Regions from separate parts of the Mus musculus genome. Here regions 1, 2 and 4 are each linked to region 3. The links are chromatin contacts, called in public promoter capture Hi-C and targeted proximity ligation maps. All regions are on one chromosome and are shown on one strand. The core of a region is the stretch at or near the end of the contact, and the rest is flanking DNA. Distances in the headings are between cores, read along the strand shown. Region 1 holds the start of Sptbn2 (spectrin beta, non-erythrocytic 2). Region 2 overlaps Gm960 (predicted gene 960). Region 3 holds the start of Slc29a2 (solute carrier family 29 (nucleoside transporters), member 2). Region 4 holds the start of Pcx (pyruvate carboxylase).

What was found. Promoter capture Hi-C pulls out the DNA fragments that hold promoters and counts their contacts. Capture Hi-C pulls out chosen DNA fragments and counts their contacts.
Region 1: a contact with region 3 is called in a targeted proximity ligation map of bone marrow-derived macrophages, with 4 times the contacts expected there. A contact is called at or near these places in 2 of 39 promoter capture datasets (hippocampal neurons and liver), 5 of 130 datasets of targeted methods (bone marrow-derived macrophages, embryonic midbrain, embryonic stem cells and 1 more) and 2 of 9 other capture datasets (embryonic stem cells and pancreatic islet).
Region 2: a promoter capture Hi-C map of hippocampal neurons shows a contact between it and region 3, with 4 times the contacts expected there. A contact is called at or near these places in 1 of 39 promoter capture datasets (hippocampal neurons), 2 of 484 Hi-C or Micro-C datasets (the G1E-ER4 cell line and embryonic fibroblasts) and 7 of 130 datasets of targeted methods (astrocytes, differentiating embryonic stem cells, embryonic basal ganglia and 3 more).
Region 4: a contact with region 3 is called in a promoter capture Hi-C map of adipose tissue. A contact is called at or near these places in 2 of 39 promoter capture datasets (hippocampal neurons and stem cell-derived epiblast-like cells), 1 of 130 datasets of targeted methods (intestinal villus epithelium) and 3 of 9 other capture datasets (adipose tissue, embryonic stem cells and pancreatic islet).

Annotation. Positions count from the first base shown.
Region 1 is chr19:4,709,051-4,714,147 of GRCm38.p6, reverse strand. It overlaps Sptbn2 (spectrin beta, non-erythrocytic 2), which reads right to left and starts at 2,940. Exons shown (of 37, transcript NM_021287.2): 1 at 2,504-2,940. Gm42061 (a long non-coding RNA gene) reads left to right here. Exons shown (of 3, transcript XR_003952887.1): 2 at 1-143; 3 at 221-499.
Region 2 is chr19:4,645,423-4,650,191 of GRCm38.p6, reverse strand. It overlaps Gm960 (predicted gene 960), which reads left to right. Exons shown (of 15, transcript NM_001033447.3): 10 at 373-519; 11 at 4,471-4,592. Among named protein-coding and RNA genes, the nearest start is that of Rce1, 22 kb to the right of the region's middle.
Region 3 is chr19:5,021,377-5,026,717 of GRCm38.p6, reverse strand. Slc29a2 (solute carrier family 29 (nucleoside transporters), member 2) reads right to left here and starts at 2,712. Exons shown (of 12, transcript NM_007854.3): 1 at 2,441-2,712; 2 at 2,126-2,207; 3 at 530-690; 4 at 221-360. The coding sequence starts at 2,469.
Region 4 is chr19:4,592,720-4,598,231 of GRCm38.p6, reverse strand. It overlaps Pcx (pyruvate carboxylase), which reads right to left and starts at 3,913. Exons shown (of 20, transcript NM_008797.3): 1 at 3,790-3,913.

The DNA of each region.
Region 1 (5,097 bases), core at 1,691-4,190, 310 kb after region 3:
CTGGAATGGGCAGCACATCTGGAATGGGCTTGGGATTTTCATTCCCAGGCAGCTCAGGGAGGACCACTAATGGCCAAAGATGACAAGCAAGCAGCTGGGACCACTTAGGGACCTCTGAGAGCTTCGAAGGCACAGTGTCTGGGGTGAGTGTGTCTGTGGGTGGCTTCCCTGTGTGTGCAGGCCATATCCCAAGCTAAATGAAATACCTCTTCTCACTCAGGACAGAGCGAGAGCCCCAGGCCAGGACAGAGGGAAGATGAAGCAGGCTCTAGAGCTCATCAAACGGAACTAACAACTAGAGGAAGGTCTGCAGGGCTTGACAGCCTCTGGAAGCCAAAGCTGAATAAATGACCAGAGGGTGAATAATACATTAGGGCAGATGGGGACGGTGGCAAAGTTAAAAATCTCATTTGACTCAAAGTATAAATGGATGGATTGGCATGGAGAAAAAAAAGAAAAGAGAATCACAGTGAAACCCAGGGTACTTTAAAAAGCAAGAGAAAGATGCATCACAGCAACGAACAGGAGAAAAAAAAATAAAAACAAAACCAACAACCCAACCTTTCCCCAGTCAGTGAGAAATGTGGGAGCTGGGCTGAAGACACTGAGACTTTCATTTTCTCCTTTAGAATGTGCTGTTTAGGCTGAGCATGGTGTTGCACACGTTACCTCCGCACCCAAACCACTGGCAGGAAAATTACCTGGTCTAAAAATAAATAAATAAATGAAAAATCCTTTACCGGGGCATAATTATTCAGACTCACTTCCCCTCGGTTGCCACCCCCGTCCTAAGCTTGAGCTGACATCAGTTTCCTTACCGGAAAAGTCTAAGCTCCATCTTAGCTTTTCCTTCACCCCCTCCCTCCATCCTGTGCTCCTCTCAACATGCCGAGAGGGCTGCCCGGTGCTCAAGCTGAGATGTACACGTACACATATGAAACTCACTCTTCTCTCCTCACCTTAAAGAGAAACTGGGTAGCGGATATCTACTGACAATACCTACAAACACAGGCTCTTAAAATTGGAATTGTAATGGGGGAAGACAGCTGAGAAACAGCCCACGGAGAAATCAAACCTGCATCTCAGACAAGCATGCAGTGTCATGCATGGGCTCCTGGGGTGCAGGAGGCTGGAGCCAAAGTAGATGGTGTTTATGGAATGTGGAGCTAGAATTGGAACCCCAGTCAGGCAGCCTTGCTGGGTAGTTGTGTGACAGGCAGAATCCACAGGCCTGTAAATGTACAGGGGCTCCAGAAACACCTTACACAACACTTCCTCACTGCCCGAAGAGGTTTTATCCTCTCAAGCAGCTACAGCCATTTCCACCAACCGTGTCCACTTCTCTTATCAATGAGAGCCCTAAAAGGAAGCATGGAGCTATAGCTACCACAGTGGGGAGGAAAAGCCCACGCAGCACCATAGCCAACAAGCTGCGGAGCTAGATGAAGCTGGGTATTCACAGGCCCCAGGCAGACCTAGTGCGTCCCCAGTCCCACTACCAGCACTGGCCGGTCCGCCGCAGGAACCGACGCACCGCTAAAAACATGCGCTGCCAGAAGCGCTCCGAGCCCAGGCGACCCCGATCCATCAGCGCGTCTGTCAGCCCAACTCTTCCAGACTCTTCTCTGCGCTCCATAGAGGTCCGCGTGCCCCAAGCCTCGGCCCCCAGAATCTTCACAGCGATACCTGGGTGTCCCGCACAGGACCCGGGAACTCGGCGTCGCATCCTCCCTCCTGAGCTCCCCAGGACCGACCCCGCCGCCTGCACGCGGCCGCACAAAGCGCGCCTCCTTGCCGGCCGGGACAAAGCGGGCCGGGGCGCCGGCTGCACCTACCTGGGTGCGGAGCGCCTGCCGGGCACGGGGAGCGCGGCTAGTGGGGGCACACTTGTCGCCGCGCCCACAGCCCGGTCGCGAGGGGTGGTTGCGGGAGGTTACTGGCGGCGGTGGCGGGGCGGCCCAGGGCGCACGGCAGGAGGGCGCTGTCACAGGGCGCGAGCGGCGCGGGGGGCGCGCGGGGCCGGCGGCCGCGGGGCGCGTGGCGGCTGCGCGCGGGCGCGAGCGGCGGGACTGCGGCGCCGCGGAAGGAGGACAATAGCCTCCCCCTGCCGCAGGCCGTCGGCTCCCGCGGGAGGCCCGGGACCATCTGGAGCTCGCGGCCCCGCGGGGCTTGGGGCGGGGCGCGAGTCATCCCCCTCCCCACCCGGCGTCATGGCAACCGCGGCCCCTCTAGGTTCCTGCAGTAGTTCTCCGGTAGGGGGTCTCTGACCTTCCCCGGGGCAAACGCAGGACGTTCGCTCCTTCGCCAGTTCCCGACCCCCCACTGTCTTCCGCGTGGATGCCCCGATTGACCCCCACCTTCCGGTCCTCGCCAGCCCCGCGACACCCTTGGGCGTCTGGGTACCACCCACAGTTAACCAGGCTTATTCTTCCCAGTTTGGAATTCCACCTTTGTCTCTGTCGCGCCTTTGCCTGGATGCGCAACCCCTTTAAATGTCACTTACCTCCGAGGTTTCCCCGAGATGCGGCCTCCGTTTCCTTTTCAAAGGTCCCTTTTGGGGCACCTCCAGGCCATCTCGCTTAAGCGTTTCTCTCTGCCTTGCCCCCTTTCTCTCGTCCTCCTTCTGGCAGGTAGGCTGGCCCGCTTTCCAAAAGCATCTCCATGGTGCTCCTGGAGATTCGCCTTCTCACAAATCAGATTCTCGGAACCGTCATCACAGCGGCTCCTCAGCTCCTCTCATTTATCAACCAGGAGAATTCCGGCCTAGTCACTGTCTTAAGGGGGTTGGGGGCAGGGATGGACATTTCTAGTCCTAGCACGGCCGGGTTTCTTCCTGGTTTATTAGCAGCTGAGTGGTCTACGGTTTAATGGCATTAACCAAGGTGAGCTGCTATCTGCCTAGGAGAGGAAGGAAATATGCCCAAATCAGAGCAAATGCACAGAGTGGGTGCTAGCAGTGGGTGCTAAAAGTGCGTTATGTCATGTGACACTCCCACCCCCACTCCAGCTCTGAAAGTACTGTTCCTCCAGATTGGAGAGCTAACTAAGCTCAGGGAGGTACCAGAAGGGAGAAAAAAAAAAAAAAAAAAAAAAAAAGATGGATTTTTGTAGCAAGCCTTTGGGTTCTATACTCCTGAGAAGAGCTAGGCCCTTTCATACACTAGGAATGCCTGAGATGGACAAGAAAGGACCACAAAAAGAATGTTCTTTCAGTGAATTATTGAGCTTAGGGTATTAAAATAGCTTTATCGTTAACTAAATTTTACCATTTTGCTTCTTTCTGGGAAGGTATGCATATCTAAAACAGCTACATGTAATCACACTACTTTTCAGGTATGATTTTCACAGAGTAAGATCACTGTGTTCAATGTAGTTTTAAAAAATCTGTAAAGTAAAACAAAACCTTGCTACCACCACCAAACAGTTGCATTGTTTTATCCATCTGGCCCTGGTTTTCCTCGTGTATAAAGTGGGTTGGGGAGGGACTGGGGAGTTTTGTTAAACTGCTAATCAGATCTGAGATTCTATCATTAAACGGGAATTTAGCCTTCTGTAAACTGTATTTCAGGGTGTTTATGATTTTTAAAAAGTCACTTATGTAGAATGTGCTACGCCTTTAATCCCAGAGTTCAGAAAGAGGCAGAGACAGGCAAATCCTGAGTTCAAAGCCAGCCTGCTCTACATGGGAATTCCAGGCCAGCCAAGAATTTGTAATTACAAACAAAACAAAAAAACTACCTCACTCCATCCAGCAGTGTAAACATGAGCTTCTCCTGACCCCAGAGCCGGAGTAGTCAGGATGTTCAGGACTAGGCCAAGCTGTACATGATAGTCGTCATGGAAACATGGCCAGGAGACATTAAAACTGATGATGAGATGGGAATCAGCTCAGCATCAGGCAAACTGCAAACCTTTCGTTTCTGTGGCTCAGGATTCTGGGAACTGAGGGTCTCAGAGACAGCCTGTTAGGTTGTGGTTAGAGTAGGCAAGGGTGATATTAGGTCTTGTGATTGACCAAAAGAATAGTGTTTTTAAATTAATTCTTCATTCCAGTATTGCACAATCTTTTGAAAAACCTTAAAAGCATTCTAATTTTCACTCTTATTAATAATCAAAATGATATTCAGACACCTAAGTGGAAGTCCAAATTAACCAAGTTAACTTACGGCAGAGACTCCTTATCTTGTGATTCTTAGTCTGTTCAGAGAAAGAGTAGGGCAGAAGAATTAAAAGTATAGATTTGGGGTCTGGGGTAGCCCAGTGGTCGATCAGTGGCCTTGCACAAGGCCTTGAGTTCAATCCCTAGTACCAGGGGCAGCATTGGCCTTGGAGTTGGATGCCCTGAGGTTAATATCTACTTGGGAACTGTGAGTGCTGGTTCACACAATTAAGCCAAGCACCCAGTAGGCTGAAGCTTGAAGGTTAGAGGATCAGCCTGGACTACAAAGTGAGACTTGTCTCCAAACAAACCAACAAACCTGGTTTTGTAGCATGTCCTTAAATCTGTACTTAGGGGGGCTGGTGAGATGGCTCAGCAGGTAAGAGCACCCGACTGCTTTTCCAAAGGTCCGGAGTTCAAATCCCAGCAACCACCAGGTAAGAGCACCCGACTGCTTTTCCAAAGGTCCGGAGTTCAAATCCCAGCAACCACATGGTGGCTCACAACCATCCATAATGAGATCTGACGCCCTCTTCTGGAGTGTCTGAAGACAGCTACAGTGTACTTACATATAATAAATAATAAATAAATCTTTAAAAAAAACCTGTACTTAGCTCCTTTGTGATGGAGCTTCCTCGCCTATGCGAAGTGAGGGTCAGGTGAATGACTGCAGGTAAAGCACCAGAGCAGCACCCCGCCCACAGCGAGCACTCAGTCCACGGCACCAGAACAGCACCCTGCCCACAGTGAGCACTCAGTCCACGGCACCAGAACAGCACTCCGCCCACAGCGAGCACTCAGTCCACGGCACCAGAACAGCACCCCGCCCACAGCGAGCACTCAGTCCACGGCACCAGAACAGCACCCCGCCCACAGCGAGCACTCAGTCCACGGCAGCCATTGTTTTACCAGACTCCGACTTTACTGTACTGTTTCCC
Region 2 (4,769 bases), core at 1,617-4,116, 380 kb after region 3:
GGCAGAGATAGGTAAATTCTGTGAGTTCAAAGCCAGTCTGGTCTACACAACAAGCTTCAGGCCACCCAGGGCTACCTAGTGAGATCCTTTCTCAAGGAAACGAAAACATTACACAAGAAATAAATGAATTTGTTGTGTAATACTTCCACAGTAAATGCACACGGATGCTATTTCCTGTGCATTGCACGTGCCTGGCTATGTTGATATTCTGCATGGAACTCTATTTGTTGCCATCGTGTGGGTGGAGAAACAAATTCAGAAGTGGGGCTGAGTGTTCTATTTAGACCTGGTGGTTCCTTCTTGGTCAAGATGTCGGTTCTTGGGTCACTTGGTGTGTACGGGACTTACCTTAGTCTTTGTCTTTTCCTCTAGAGTCTGTGCTTCCAGATGTGAATTATAAAGCAGAGTCGCCTGAGGGGAATCAGTCTCAGAATATGAACGCACAGGGACCAGCTCTGCTACTTTTCCTATTTGTGGATTTCCAAAGTGACGTCCCAGTACAACAAGCGAAAATCTGGGGTATGTGTAGAAAAATGCAGCAGCCAGATTGGGTGTGGCAAGCACTAGGTGCAGAAAGAGAGGGTGTGGACATCTGTTCCAATCCATGTAATCTGTAAAGAACCAGCATTGCCTTTCTAGATGGATCAAGGAAAGAGGCCTGTCTCGGTGCTGGTGCAGTCAGGGAGTCATCAGAAAGGTTTTCCTCCTCACAGGTAATGGGATGGTTCCAGTTTGTGGGCCACGGAACACGCGTATCTGAATCGCCTGGGTTATTTGAAGACCCACAGCTCCCTGTGTGAAGAATGATTCATTACGTTTGCACTGTTATAAAATCTAGAGTGCTTGAGGTGTGCGTTTTCACACGCTTTTCAGGTGAACAGAGGTGGTGAGACTTGGACGTCTTTGAGTGACTTTTGGTCACTCACTTTACTCCAATGAATCCCAGGAAGTGGATCTTAAGAGCTGATCAATACATTCCTAAATGGAAGAAAGTCACAAGAACTGGGGCCTAGACATGCTTCAGGACATTTGTAAGCCTCCTTTGGAGTGTTCCACTCTCTGTGGGCCGTGGAGAACCCTGCCCTTGTGTTCTTCCTGCTGTGCTATTGGTTCCTACTGCATCATGGGTGAAACAAGACTACTTATAACCCAGCTCAGAAGCTCTGCCAATGACTAGTGCTGGTTACTCGTGGTTGTCAGAATGAGACTGACCCTTCCTGCCACCTGCCTTCCTGCTCTTGCTCCTTCCCTGGTGCTTACACGCCCTGGGAGAGCAGCACAGCTTTCCTGCGCTCAGGCCTTTAACCCCGAGAAGCTGCTGTTCTTTGGTGCCTCCTTCCATTGACTGAGGCCAAAAGAGTGGAAAGAAAAGGGAGCCAGGTTATGAGGCTCAAGCGAGGAGGATTTGGTGAGGATTCTGGGGCATGTGCACACAAAGACAAACTACTGCGCAGAGCAGGAGAGAGGACTCAGGGAATAATTAAAACTGCTGGGTTTCCTTTTAGCTCTGATTCTAGCTTCCTCAGTGGTGTTTGAAAATCAAGTCACATACAGCAGCCAAGCCTCCCTTTTCAGTCTTTAACATGAGCTGTTAAATTAGGTGATATCAAAGGCCCTTCGGAGGCCAAATGCTGTCTTGAGACTGAAGATCTGTTACTTTCTAGAATTGTAAAATGCTTGCCAGAGGATAACCCTATGATAATTTGAGTTTGACACTGAGTCTATTGAACATACTCAAAGAACTCAGATGTCTTTAAAGCAGCGTTACCTGTCATTTTTGTTATACTAAGATCATTTAGACACTTCCATTTAGCATATCTCGGAAGGCCTGCAGCTCTTCAGTAGACTCACTTTTAGATTTAAACAATCACTGCTAAAAAACAATAATAAATAAATAAAAATCCAGGTATGGTGGCTTATACACTGTTTTTATTGTTGTTGTTTGGTTTGGGGGGTTGTTTGTTTTATGAGACAGGGTTTCTCTGTATAGCCCTGGCTGTCCTGGAACTCACTTTGTAGACCAGGCTGGCCTGGAACTCCAGATCTTCCTGCCTCTGCCTCCAAAGTGCTTTCTATTAAAGTATATCACCCAGCATGGCCCATGCTTTTAATCCCAACATTTGGGAGACAAAGGCAGGTAGATCACTTTGAGTTTGAAGCCATCTTGGCTAGTTCTAAGCTAGCCTGAGTTACATAGTGAAACCTTGTTTCGGGGCTGGAGAGGTGGCTCAGTGGTTAAGAGCACTGATTTCTCTTCCAGAGGTCCTGAGTTCAAATCCCAGCAACCATATGGTGGCTCACAACCATCTGTAATGAGATCTGATGCCCTCTTCTGGTGTGTCTGAAGATAGCTACAGTGTACTTAGATATAATAAATAAATAAATATTAAAAAAAACCTTGTTTCAAAACAAAAATCACTGCCAGGCTGAAGAGATAGCTCTGTGGTTAAGAGCAAGGTGAGTCCTGCAGAGGAGCAGAGAGTCAGGCCCAGCACCTAAGTAAAATGGCTCACAGCAGCTGCTGTCTCAAGTTCCAGGATCTGATGCCATCTTCGGGCCTCTGCAGCACCTCGAGGTGTGTATGTATACATACATGCATACATGCAGATAAACATAAATAACTTTTTTATCTTTAAAAATAGTAATTAAAATTCCTCTCCTGCTGCATAGTAAGTAAAGCAGCCTACTGGAAGCCCTCCAGGGCTAGGGCAGCCTCTGCAGGCTGCACCGCGAGGGCAGCGAGTCTGCTTTGTCTTTCCCCCGCCTTCCTTACTGCCCTGGACACCTTCTCCAGAGCTCCTTGCTTTAGAAGCAGATTGTGCAGCCTTAGTCTGAGTTCCTGTGTCTTTAAAATCAGTCGCTGGCCCCCGCCCACCTTGTCACGGAGCTTCCATGATTAACTCCTTATTCTGCTACAGCGTCAGAAGCATCTGGTGGTGGGAACAGTTTTAGGAATAATTTTTTTTTTAATTAAATGTATGCTTTCAAAAACTTCTCATTTCTTGGGTTCCTCTTGAGGCCAGCATATATAAAATAGAATCTACGTGTTCCGTCACTATGACAACAGCAGTACTTTCCCCCACTTTGAACACTGCATGTGTGTATCAAAATACTTCCTTTTGCATGATCTCAGTTTATCTAGACAACATATCTGAGAGAGCAGATAAGAAATGCTGTTTTCTGCATGAAGTGCAGTGAATGAAGTTACCTCATTGTCACTGACTGGTGACAAACCTTTAACCTGCGCTCTCTTACTGCTAGTTGCACATTCCTTTATAAAATCGAAGATAACCTTCTCTCCCCGGAGAGCTTTGTGGTGCCCTGTGATAGTAATTGATCCTTCTAACTTTTATTTTAAAATATGTGTGTGTGTGTGTGTGTGTGTGTGTGTGTGTGTGTGTGTGTGTGTGTGTATGTGAGTATGTGAATGAATGTTTTGCCTGTGTGTCTGTATATGTACCACATGAGTGCTTAGCATTCCCAAGTCAGAGTCACTGGAACTGGAGTTATAGATGCTATGAGTCTCCATGTGTGTGCTGAGAATCAAACCTGGTCCTCTGCAAGATCAAGAGCCCCTAACTACTGAGCCACTTCTCCAGCCCCGCGTCGGCCTCTGAGTAATGCTAAGCAGGGGTGGCTATGGTCGCCTCGTCTGAGATCATCCCCAGTTTGCTTATTTTTAGTTTGTTTTGAGGCAGGAACTCACATGCCTCCAGGCAGCCTCAAATGCACTGCTTAGCCGAGGATGCCTTAGACCACTTATCCTCCTGCCTCCATCCCCTAAGTACTGGATCACAGACATGTGCTATGCCCAGTTTATGTGATGCTGGCGATCAAACCCAAGGCTGCTTACACATGCTAGGCAAGTGCTCAGCTGAGTGGCATCCCCGACCTTAGCTCCACTTTAAATAATGTTTGTACGTTTTAGCCTTTTCTTTACTACAGCACGTAAAAAATGACACACTGCGGACAACAGGGGCTCCCTTATCAGTGATGTCCTAGAGGGAATAGAAGAGGGTTAGACTCTCCTAAGAGGAATAGAAGAGGGTTAGACTCTCCTAAGAGGAATAGAAGAGGGTTAGACTCCCCTAAGAGGAATAGAAGAGGGTTAGACTCTCCTAAGAGGAATAGAAGAGGGTTAGACTCTCCTAAGAGGAATAGAGGAGGGCTAGACTCCCCTAAGAGGCTTCCTTCTCCTTTGGAAGAGGATGCCACTTTGGCAGACACCACTATTATTGTTCATTGCGTGAATTAGCATTTGTTTCTTCAAAAGCAATGTAACTCACTTAAATTTTCCTCAGCTTGCTTTTGCAAATGGGAATTGAGAGGGGCTGTCTCTAAAAAGTAATTATTTGTGGAGAGGTAATAGAAGTGGCTGCCTCCAGGAGGCATTACCGCAGCTCCAGTCCTGTCACTTCGTGTGAGCAGTAGTCATCCTCACTCAGGGGTCTAACATTCTTATCCTCTCAGGACTCCACACTCTGCTCACAGCCCATCTCAGCGCCATCCTCTCGGAGAGCCGCAGCACGGTACAGCAGTCCATCCAGTCAGCTGTGGATCAGGTCTGGCAGCTGTACCACCATGATGCCAAGGTAACAAGAGATTGACAGCCTGGGTGTGGATAGTCCAGGGGCCTTGGACCCTCCTTTCCCTTGGTACCTCTTCCTGTTCTGCCTCTGCTGAGGTCCTAGCAAGCACTGCACCTGGGCAGGGAGCTAAGCTTTCATTTAGGCTACAAGCAGACAGTTTGTGCTTGAATAGCAACGGCA
Region 3 (5,341 bases), core at 1,463-3,962:
CTGTTTCTCTTTTGAGACATAACCATTGGTCTGTGGGGCTTCTGACTAGGAGGTCTCCCTATGTCACTATGGTTCCTAGACAAGTGTCTTTTCCTCTCTTTGGGCCCATTTTCTTGTCTGGGGATTTGGGTGATGACGGTATTGTCTTCCTTTAAAGGATCTGCTCGGCTGTTCCTGCACGAGAGGGTGGGGTGGGGGAGCCGGACGGAGATGTGCTTACAATTGATGAACCAGACGGACGCCATGGTGACAGAGAAGAACAGCCCAGGGCTCAAGTCCACCTTCACCAACGCTGCTGTCAGGGCAAAGAGCAGTAGTATGGCCAGCAGGCTGCCCAGAATCCGCACCGACTCGGGGATGCTGCTCAGAAGAGGGCAGAGGACATCAGGGGGCCACCAGGAGCAGATGGCAGAGGGGGCAGGGCAGGGGAGCTGGAGTGATGAGGTGGGAGCAGGGAAGGAGAGGAGCAGGAGGTGTCCCGGGCCTCTGTGACTGTGACAGGGAGAGGGTGGTTGGGGCTGGTTCTCACCACTGATACAGGAAGGAGTTGAGGAGCGTGAAGAGCAGTAGAGGCAGCTGGGACAGCAGTGTCACCCAGTTGTTGAAGTTGAAAGTGTCTGTGGGACTGGTGTGGTTGGTGCCCATGGTCTCAGCACTGCTGTTGGTCCCTGCTAACCGCCCCTGGAAGTACTGCCACACAGAGACGGTGTAGACAGTGTAAGGTCAGAAAGCACCCCCCCACACTTGTCAATTGAGCATCTTTGTTTGGTTAACATCTGTGGGGCTGTCTTTGTTTGTTTTTTTTTTTCGAGACAGGGTTTCTCTGTATAGCCCTGGCTGTCCTGGAACTCACTTTGTAGACCAGGCTGGCCTTGAACTCAGAAATCTGCCTGCCTCTGCCTCCAGAGTGCTGGGATTAAAGATGGCTAACTGCTGCGCCTGAGCCCAAGGTCTTGCTGCATCTCTGGGTTCCATCTCCTTTTCAGTGTCCTGGACCTAGCCTCCATTCCCCTGCTATAACCACCTCAACCCTTATTCATTCCATGGGTACTTATTGAACATCTACTGTATGCGAGGCCTTAGCTTGGGAACTAAGCCAATCCGTTTTCTCGGGCACACAGAGCCCAGCACTCTTATGCGTACCCTGCCTGCAAGGCAGACCTCACGGTTTAGCATCCTTCCATTCTGGTAAGCTGCAGGCTCCAGATCTTTCTCTAAATAGGATGCGCTTTGCTTCCACCCTTTGTCTGCTCAGTTCCTAATTTACAAATCTTTTCTATGAAGCAGAAGAAATTTCTTTTGAGAACCTTTATAGCTCTCTGCTTCAGGGTGGAATGGCCTGGCACGTGTCTTGTTTCATTATTAATAGCCCTGGCTCTGTGTCTCTCAGATTCAGTAGCTGATCCATCTTTGGGTATCAGGGTCCAGCACCGATGCCAGCACTCCACAGACACCTGGGAAGTTAACCCACTGAATATGTTTGAATAACCCTATTCTAAAGAAAACACAAAAGTTAGGCAGTGGTGATGCACGCCTTTAATCCCAGCACTCAGAAGGCAGAGGCAGGCAGATCTCTGAGTTCGAGGCCAGCCTGGTCTACAGAGTGAGTTCTAGGACAGCCAGGGCTACACAGAGAAACCCTGTCTCGAAAAAAACGAAAACAACAACAACAATAAAACAAAAAGGAGAAAACAAGCTATAGATTTCTGCCTTTCTATAAAAGAATGCATGCTTTGGGGAATCGGGCCTTCCTCCACATCTGTCTACAGTAGTTGCTCATTAATTATTAGTTGAATGACTGTAACTCATGTCATTGCAAAGAAAGCCAAAGGCTTGGAAAAAAGACACTTTGGAGTGACTGGCCAAAAATAACGACAAAGGGCATGGGATGGAAACTCCTTTGCTGGTCAGACTCCCTACGTGGATGGCCCTGCACCTCTGAGATCTGTACCTTCCTAAAAGTTTGCCTAGCCAGGGGAGAGGCGGTTCCCTCTATGAGGCTTGGTGCTGTCCCTGACAGGCTGAGCTGTAGTAAGTGGCCTGGTGAGGAAAGTGGCTCAGTTCAAGACGGCTGGAGGGATGTTGGTTTGTGGCCATGAGGTTGCCCAGCGGCCGCGGGTCTCACCGGGATGGCGGTAATGAAGAAGTTCCAGGGGAGAAGGGTGCCCAGTCCCAGAATGAAGAAGCTGATCCCAACCAGGTGGTAGCTGTGGGGATCAATCAGAAGGTCACCCCGAGGACGTACGCCTGGGCCGCCCTAGCCGCCCCTCAGTAGAACGGACTACAATCCCCATCACCCTGGCTCAAGCAGCTAAGGGAATCGGCTGATGGGAATTGTAGTCCCGTTCGTCTTTGAGCCCAGGAGCATCAAGACGAGCGGGAATTCAAAGGCTCGTGGCCACCTGGGCCACGGTACGCAGCACATGGGTTCCCACCTCACCTGTCCCGAGGGGCGTTTCCCCGCGCCATGGTTGCCGCAGTCCTATTGCACCAGGCCCACAGAAGGCGGCTGCACCTGCGCCTACGCAGGGCTGGGAGGCCGAAGGAGAGCGACGCTGGTCGGTGTCCAGGAATCCCAAGGTCGGAGCGCCGTAGCGGAGGGTCGGGGTTGGGTTACACTGCGGACCACGTTTTGCAGGCTCGGACCTCGGCTCCGCCTCCAGGGCGGGAACAAAGAGCCATTGCTCCCCTCCCCCGGACGCCCGCTCTCCAGACTCCGCCTCGCTGGTGGCTGTGCCTTTAGGGTATTAGGTTCCGCCTTCTAGCTTGCTTCCGCGCCTGAAGCTGTGTCTCACCGCCGTCCCTTCGCCTCGCACCCGTCTTCTCCTTAGGCACGGGTCCGGAATCTCTGGGGAAGGGATAAGGACTGCGCAGGAGGGAAGGGGTCCGGTGGTTGTTGGGCACAGTCGATCTAGCTGGGAGGTTCTTCCTCTTGGCGTGTTCTAAGGTTTGGAGCCCTCTAAGCTCTAAGCAGATTAGGAAGTAAGTCCGACCAGAAGGAAGAAGCCAGTGTCATCAATTGTCGCAGAAGGTCCCAGCGCGGTGCTCCGAGGGAGTTCCCCCAGAGGTCGAGGCACTTTTGCAAACGAAAATCCCCAACATATGTGGAAGACGGACAGATAGGCCCTCCTACGGTACCTGGGTCCAACAAGGAGGATTGAACAAAGGCTCTGGAGGGAATCGTGGCCCAGGTGACGTTCGGCCCCCTCCCCTGTAGTCGCCACTGCCACCCTCAGGAGTGCTTAAAAACCTAATTTTCACTAGGCGTGGTGGCGCACGCCTTTAATCCCAGCATTTGGGAGGCAGAGGCAGGCGGATTTCTGAGTCCGAGGCCAGTCTGGTCCACAGAGTGAGTTCCAGGATATATTCAGGACTATACAGAGAAACCCTGTCTCAAAAAAACGAAAAAAAAAAAAAAAAAAAGAAAAAGAAATATATTTATGTGGACTGGTGAGAGCGTTTGCTGCCAAGCCTGATGCCCCGAGGCCACGCCCAGGACCCATATGTTAGAAAAACTGAAGCGACTCCAGCAAATTGTTCCCTAACCTCCACACAAGCACAGTGGCACACGTGCTTCTAAGTAATAAATACAAATAAATATGAATATATAAAAGTATATATATACAAGGTTATATAAATGTGTGTCTTCTAAAGAATATAGTTTTTTAGAATGTTTTTCCTATGTATCAGCCAGACCATGCTGTTACTATCCCTGTTCTGTCCTGTTCCCGGAATCTAGCCACCAGGCTTGGCTCATCGAAGGTGGTTCCTTAGATCATGGTGGACTGCAGATGACTGTGTGGTACTGGGAACTGAACTCAGAGCCCTGTGCATGCGAGGCAAACACTCTTACCCCTGGGCTGCATCTAACCCTAGCTGGTGACGTTAGGGAAAAGACAGCAATGGATTACACTGGGAAAGACAGTTACTCTTTAAGTTTTCTTTCCAGACTTCCATTATGCCAAGAGGGACAGTCTTGAGTTCAGTTCTAACAGGTTTTCAAGGCCTCTTCATCCCCTCTGCCTTGAGCATCTCTCGACAGTTTTACCTACACACAGTTAGTCACTTGCATTTTTCGAATGCTTATTCTAATAACTATTACTGACCTGTTTCCTACTTGACAGTGATAGGAGAGTGAGTCAAAGTGGGACAGGGGGTGGGATGTTGCCCTGGCACCATCTTGAAGATGGAGATGAGGGTCTGGGGAGCAGTCTGTTGTCTTGGGCTGGGATGGAAGGGGATGAGGCGTTTCAGAGAAGGAACGGCCTGTACCAGGACCGGGGACAGGAGAGTGCTGGCACACTATGGGACATACTAATAGATCCCTTTGGCTGGGAGGAGTTGGATTTTACCTCAGATTCTCAGCTCAGCCTGACTGGGGATCTGTAATTAACCAATATTTTGCTTCTACTTTGTGGCGAAATGCTGTGCATAACAGAACCCAGGCAGGACAATTTTTGATGGCACAGTGACATCCTAAGGGAGGCAAGAAAGGAAAACACTTAGTAATAAAATAATAAGTATGTGATTGGTTAGTGCTCAGACACATGAAGCAGTCACAAGCTTAGCCCCTCTTTATAAAACCAGTTTTAAACACACGGCAGGGGCACCAAAAGCAGACTCTTAAAGGCCACTGGTGTGGGCTGGAGAGATGGCTCAGCAGTTAAGAGCACTGACTGCTCTCGCACAGGTCCTGAGTTCAATTCCCAGCAACCACATGGTGGCTCACACCATCTGTAATGGGCTCTGATGCACACTCTTCTGGTGTGTCTGAAGACAGCTACAGTGCACTCACATACATAAATACATAAATAATATTTTGCCGGACGTGGTGGCACACGCCTTTAATCCCAGCACTCAGGAGGCAGAGGCAGGCGGATTTCTGAGTTCAAGGCCAGCCTGGTCTACAAAGTGAGTTCCAGGACAGCCAGGGCTACACAGAGAAGCCCTGTCTCAAAAAAACAAACAAAAAAAAAAAAACAAAAAAAACAAAAAACAAAAAAAGCAAAATCCCAAAAAATCCTGTGTCCTGAGGATGTGCCATACTGGAATGGAGACCAAGGCTTGGCGAAACTCCAAATGAAACAATGCAGCTGTCTCTCTGCAGACAGTTGGCCAAGTTGCTGGAAAATGCTGTGCATATTTAAACCTTACAGATAATTCACTATGTCTGCATGTCAAGTGGACTTACAGCCCAGGTTCAGAAAATTATCAGGGTGGTTTAAAAAAAAATGTTGGTTTTATTTGTAGCACAGTTTGAGATTTACAGGACAGAGCTCTGTGTAGTAGCTGGACGGCAACTCAATCTCCCTCCTTCAAATCCTGCACTAATGTGGCACAT
Region 4 (5,512 bases), core at 2,664-5,163, 430 kb after region 3:
CATATTTTACCCAATGGGAGACACACACAATTTTTATTCCTCCAAATATGTAAAATTAATGTTTCAAAATTAATGTTTCAAATATGTGAAAGATGCTAAGCATTGTGGTACAAGCCTTTAATCCCAGTACTCAGGAGGCAGAGGCAGGTGAAACTGTGAGTTTGAAGCCAGCCTGATCTACACACAGAGTTCCAGGACAGCCAGAACTATGTGAGAGACTCTGTCTCAATGAACAACAAAAAAAGCCCAACTATGTAAAAGTTCATATGGGACATGAACTGGAGAATCAGTTCAAATGAAAGGAAACAAAACGACAGCTAACTGCACATAGGCGCTGATTGGACCCTGGACTTCTGTTGTCAGCAAGGACACAAAGGGACTGCAGATAAAGTTTAAACAAGTCTGTAAGTTACACAGTGTGTATCTTGCTGCTGCTCAGTAGTAAGGAGAAGCTCTGACAGCAACACAAAGCCCAGCACGTGAGGTCTTCCCTGCAAACGTCTAGACACACACTGCAGACACACACTGCAGACAGAGCAAGGTGTTGCACACAGCAGCTTCATAAAAGATAATACCTCCAACTGAGAAGACACACAGGTCCCACTCCCAAGTCCTGTCCAGTTACCCTGCAAGCCCTGTTCAGATCTATCCAGAGCCTTCAAGCCAGGCCCACTAATGCACTGAATGGTCTCAGCACCATCAAGAGTTCAAGGCCAGTCAAGGCTATCTTTTGAGACTAAGTCTTGTTATAATATAGCTCAGGCTCACTTGAATTTACTGTGTAATCCCCCTGCGTCAACCCCAAAGGCTGAAATTAAAGTGTGTACCACTACACCTAGCTTTAAAACAAAACAAAAGCTTCTACAATACAAAAAGTACATTGAAGCTGGGAGGGAAGTGTGGGGGGCTAGAGTGGATCTGATCAAGGTAAGTTATATAAATATAGTCAAAAAATAAAGTTACAGTTCCTTTTACAATAAATGTAGGCCTCCTGTTCCTTGCTGGGTCAGTTCTACTCCAGGAATCCAGAATTCCATATTATGAAACAGAGACTGAGATGTGTATGTGAGGTGTTCAAACACCTCCATTTACAACACCAAACAGCAGAAGGGATTTAAAGTCTGACTGGAAGGTCCTGGGTAGACATTACAAATCCACAAATGAGGGGTTTGCATGGGTGTTTACAATATGGAAGGTGTTTGTGATACAATGTGAAGCCAAGAAAATGAGATAAACTATATATACCATCTCATAAAGTTTCTTCTGGAACCAGGCTGACAGCTGGTGAGATCACGCCAGTGAAGTGCCTCATTGCCACAGATTGGTGCAGTGTGTTTCTTTCCTCCCTTATGCATCTATATATCCCAGGTACAGAAGTCTGTATGTTTTATCCAATGGGAACATTTATTTTCTAAGATAAGAACTTTACTTATTTTTTATTGCTGTACTGGAAATAAGAAGCTGTAAAAACATGGAACAAAGCAAAGCAGCACAGCCACCACTAATGGTTAAAGTGGCGCCTCTGTGTGTGGGTGTGTGGGGGGGACACAAGGGCTACAAACACAATGGTCATCAGTGGCCTGATCACAGTCAGCATCTGCCATCTGGAACTTATGCATCAATGACTGGGTCCTGATTACCACTTAACCATCAGTACCGGTGAGAAGCCATCAGCAATTGGCTTAAGTCTCTATAGACACACAGTTTATAAACGTAAGCCTAAAGCCCAGACCTTAGGCCCTGTTGAAGGAGATCCCCACTTCACCATCCTTTAACACTCTCTCCTTCCGTTTAGTTTTCTTTGACTGGGAAGTATTTTTTTTTCTTCATTATTAGTTTTCTTCAATTTTAATTTGTCAAAATTCTCCACTTCAGACAAGTCTGGCTTATCATTCACTCATATTGACTGCCTGCTCCAAGATATGTTCCAGGACAACAGGTTAAACTGCTGCTGGCTCAGGACCAGGCTGGGGGCACATTTAGAAAAGAAAATGGGCTGTCGAGATAACTCAGCTGGTAAAAGTGCTTGTTGCCAAATTTGATGACCTGAGTTTAATCCCAGAACCCACATGGTGGGAAGAGAGAACCTCAACAAACACAATGTGGTACTCATGTCCACTCCTCACCAAAAATAAATAAATGTAAAATACACTTGTAATACCAGTTCTTGGTAGGCTGAGGCAGGAGATCAATCTTAAGTGCAAGGCTGAACTACATAGAAGATTGTTTCTTGATAATCACTCGCCACCACTTGAGCACTTGACTCTCATCCTTTGAGTAAACAGGTGAGTTTGCTGCCCTGCCCCTCTCTCATCACACAGGCTCCCCATTCCCCTCTCGAGATAAGGAGTCTTCCTTGGATTGGCATCAGGTGAGTTCCTGGAAGGCTAACCCCACAGAATGTGTGTGTGTGTGTGTGTGTGTGTGTGAGAGAGAGAGAGAGAGAGAGAGAGAGAGAGAGAGAGAGAGAGAGACTTGATGTGATTCCCCATAAATGATCTTGGTGGCCCAGTGACTCCTTGGCAATCCCAATCCACAAAGAACCTGGGGCCAAGAACACTGTGAAGAGAAAGAAGCCCCTCTCAGCCCTCATATCCCTGAAAAGGGCAGCAAAAGCAGACCTGAAGGTAAGTCCTGAGAGACCAGCTACTGGAGAGCAGAAGCCAGGGCTGGCAGCAAACCTGCACAAAATTACAGGCAGAAAATGGCAAGGCCCTTTTGGATGGAGTCAGAGCAGAGGCAAGTGGGAGCAGCCACCACCACTAGAGCTGGTGGGGCCAGGAGGCCCAATGTTAGCCTGCACTATGCCTGCCTGCCTGCCTAGGCCTAGCTCTCTTTTTTTCCTAGTACTGTGGTTTGGCAGCTCTGAAGCCCAGTTTCCTCATCTGTAAATTCAGGTGCCACTTCTAGCCCAGATAGATCATTCCCGGACCAACTGAGACAGAGACCTGAAAGTACTAAATCTTGGTAATGAATGCCAGCTGTTGTCACTCTTTCTCACTGTCTTTTCTCCTCCCACATGAATGGAGGGATATAGAAGAAATATTCCCAATCTCCCCAAAGCCCTATACAGATCACACCAGCATCCCTATACATATACATATACATATACATATACATATACATATACATACACATACACATACACATACACATACACATACATATACATACATACATGTTCACACATGCATGTATATACACCAAGGTCCTCTTGCTAACTGCCCCAAGGCCCTCCATCAAAGCCTTTCTCTGTATAGAGGTAGCATGAAGTCTGCTATATACCAATCCCTCCAAGGTTTTCTGAGTAGGATATTGATATGAGTCATACCAACACATACACACAAAAAGAGACAGACACAGAGAGAGAGAGAGAGACAGACAGACAGAGAGAGACAGACAGACAGACAGACAGACTAGTCCTCTAGCACAGAGCATGCTTTCATCACATGTAAAAACCTAGCCTAGCAGTTGATTAAGATTTATAGGGCCATACCTGCTCTGGAACAATTACCTTGTACCAGCCACCAACACACATACACAGAGAGAGAGAGACAAGAGACAGAGACAGAGAGACAGAGGCACACAGAAAGAGACAGAGAAGGAGACACACACTGTCGCACACATACAGAGCGAGTGAGAGAGAGAGAGAGAGAGAGAGAGAGAGAGAGAGAGAGACTAGTCCTCTAGCAATCCCAATTGAAAGCTAGCATGCTTTCATCACATGTAAAACCCTAGCCTAGCAGTTGATTCAGATTTATAGAGCCATACCTGCTCTGGAACAATTACCTTGTACCAGCCAAGCACCTAGGTGTGCTGCACACAGAGGACGTGATAGAGGATCCACAGGCAGTAACTGCTCCACCCGAGGTCATTGGCCCCAGAATACAAAGTTCTCCAGCACTAGACTGCTGGAGGCCTGGGCTGTAGCCAAGGCTGAAATCAGGGGAAGGGGCGCCGCCTCCTGAGGCCATCATGGGCCACTGGCTGCCTAGGAGGGCCGGGCCAGAGAGGCGGGGCAGTGGGTCATGCAGAAAGTAGATGAGCAGTGGCCTAGAGCCTGTTCCCTGGGCCCTCAGGAATACACAGAATTACAAGACAATACCTGCTAGAAAGCAGCTGCAGACTTTTGTGGTGGATTTTGGACATACTGCCACTTGAAGTTCAAGGCATAAAAATGTCACTCAGAAAGTAGAATGGTACCTAGACAGGCTGCTTGGTAGGGACTGTGCCAGGCATGATGGAGGGCAAGGGTCACATTAGCCTGAAGGCTGGTTCACTACTACAGTCACAGGAGGCCTGTGCTGCAACCAGCCTCTCCCCTAATTCAATGCACTGCCAGACACAAGACAAGGCCGTCACAGACAAGAGAACATACCACCTTGTTCCTAAGCATCTCCATAGCTGATCTAGCCTTTCCCTCACTGAATGAATCCCACTGCCCTCACAGGCCTACACTCAGGAACTTTTAAAATCATGATCAGCCAGAGAGATCCAGCCGCAGGACAGCTGTGGACCCACTGGGTCCCCTTAGGGCCCCACAGATGTTGTGACAGCCAACGGAGTGTTGAGTTCCAGGGTCTGAGATAACTCCAGTGATAAGGTTGACCAAGTTGCACCTGAGTCTCAGCAAATTCTCAAAGCTGAAGGGACAGAACCGTCTGCACAGCTCAGGGGGTATCATAGAGCTTGGGGGCCAGGTGAGAGAGCTCAGGGGTATCATAGAGCCTGGGGGTCAGGTGAGAGAGCTCAGGGGTATCATAGAGCCTGGGGGTCAGGTGAGAGAGCTCAGGGGTATCATAGAGCCTGGGGGTCAGGTGAGAGAGCTCAGGGGTATCATAGAGCTTGGGGGCCAGGTGAGAGAGCTCAGGGGTATCATAGAGCCTGGGGGTCAGGTGAGAGAGCTCAGGGGTATCATAGAGCCTGGGGGTCAGGTGAGAGAGCTCAGGGGTATCATAGAGCTTGGGGGCCAGGTGAGAGAGCTCAGGGGTATCATAGAGCTTGGGGGTCAGGTGAGAGAGCTCAGGGGTATCATAGAGCCTGGGGGTCAGGTGAGAGAGCTCAGGGGTATCATAGAGCCTGGGGGTCAGGTGAGAGAGAAGCAGAGCACCTAGGGTGGTAGGAAGACCTTGGGTGGGCACTGAATAGTGTGGTACCCTCCAAGCCCCCCAGAATTCCTCGTTTGGGTACTAAAGGGGACCCAACCTGTCCTGGCATCCTAATCTAATGTGACCATCCTCTTTCCTCACAACAGTGCCTCTTGGGAAGGTGTTTCCAATTACAGCCCTTCAGGCTGGCACTATTCCAGATGTCTCCTGTCATCCTCATCCCAAAAGATAGCATGGCTAGAGAGAGTAGTGGGAATGGGGGGCAGGCTTTCACTTAGACCACACAGTACCCTATTAGGGGAGTACTTGGTTGGATGGTTACCATGAAGTCCTCGTAGTTGACAATGGTTCAGACTCCAATTTAAATCCTCTGAGGGAAAGCCCTCCTACTTGGTGACATCAAT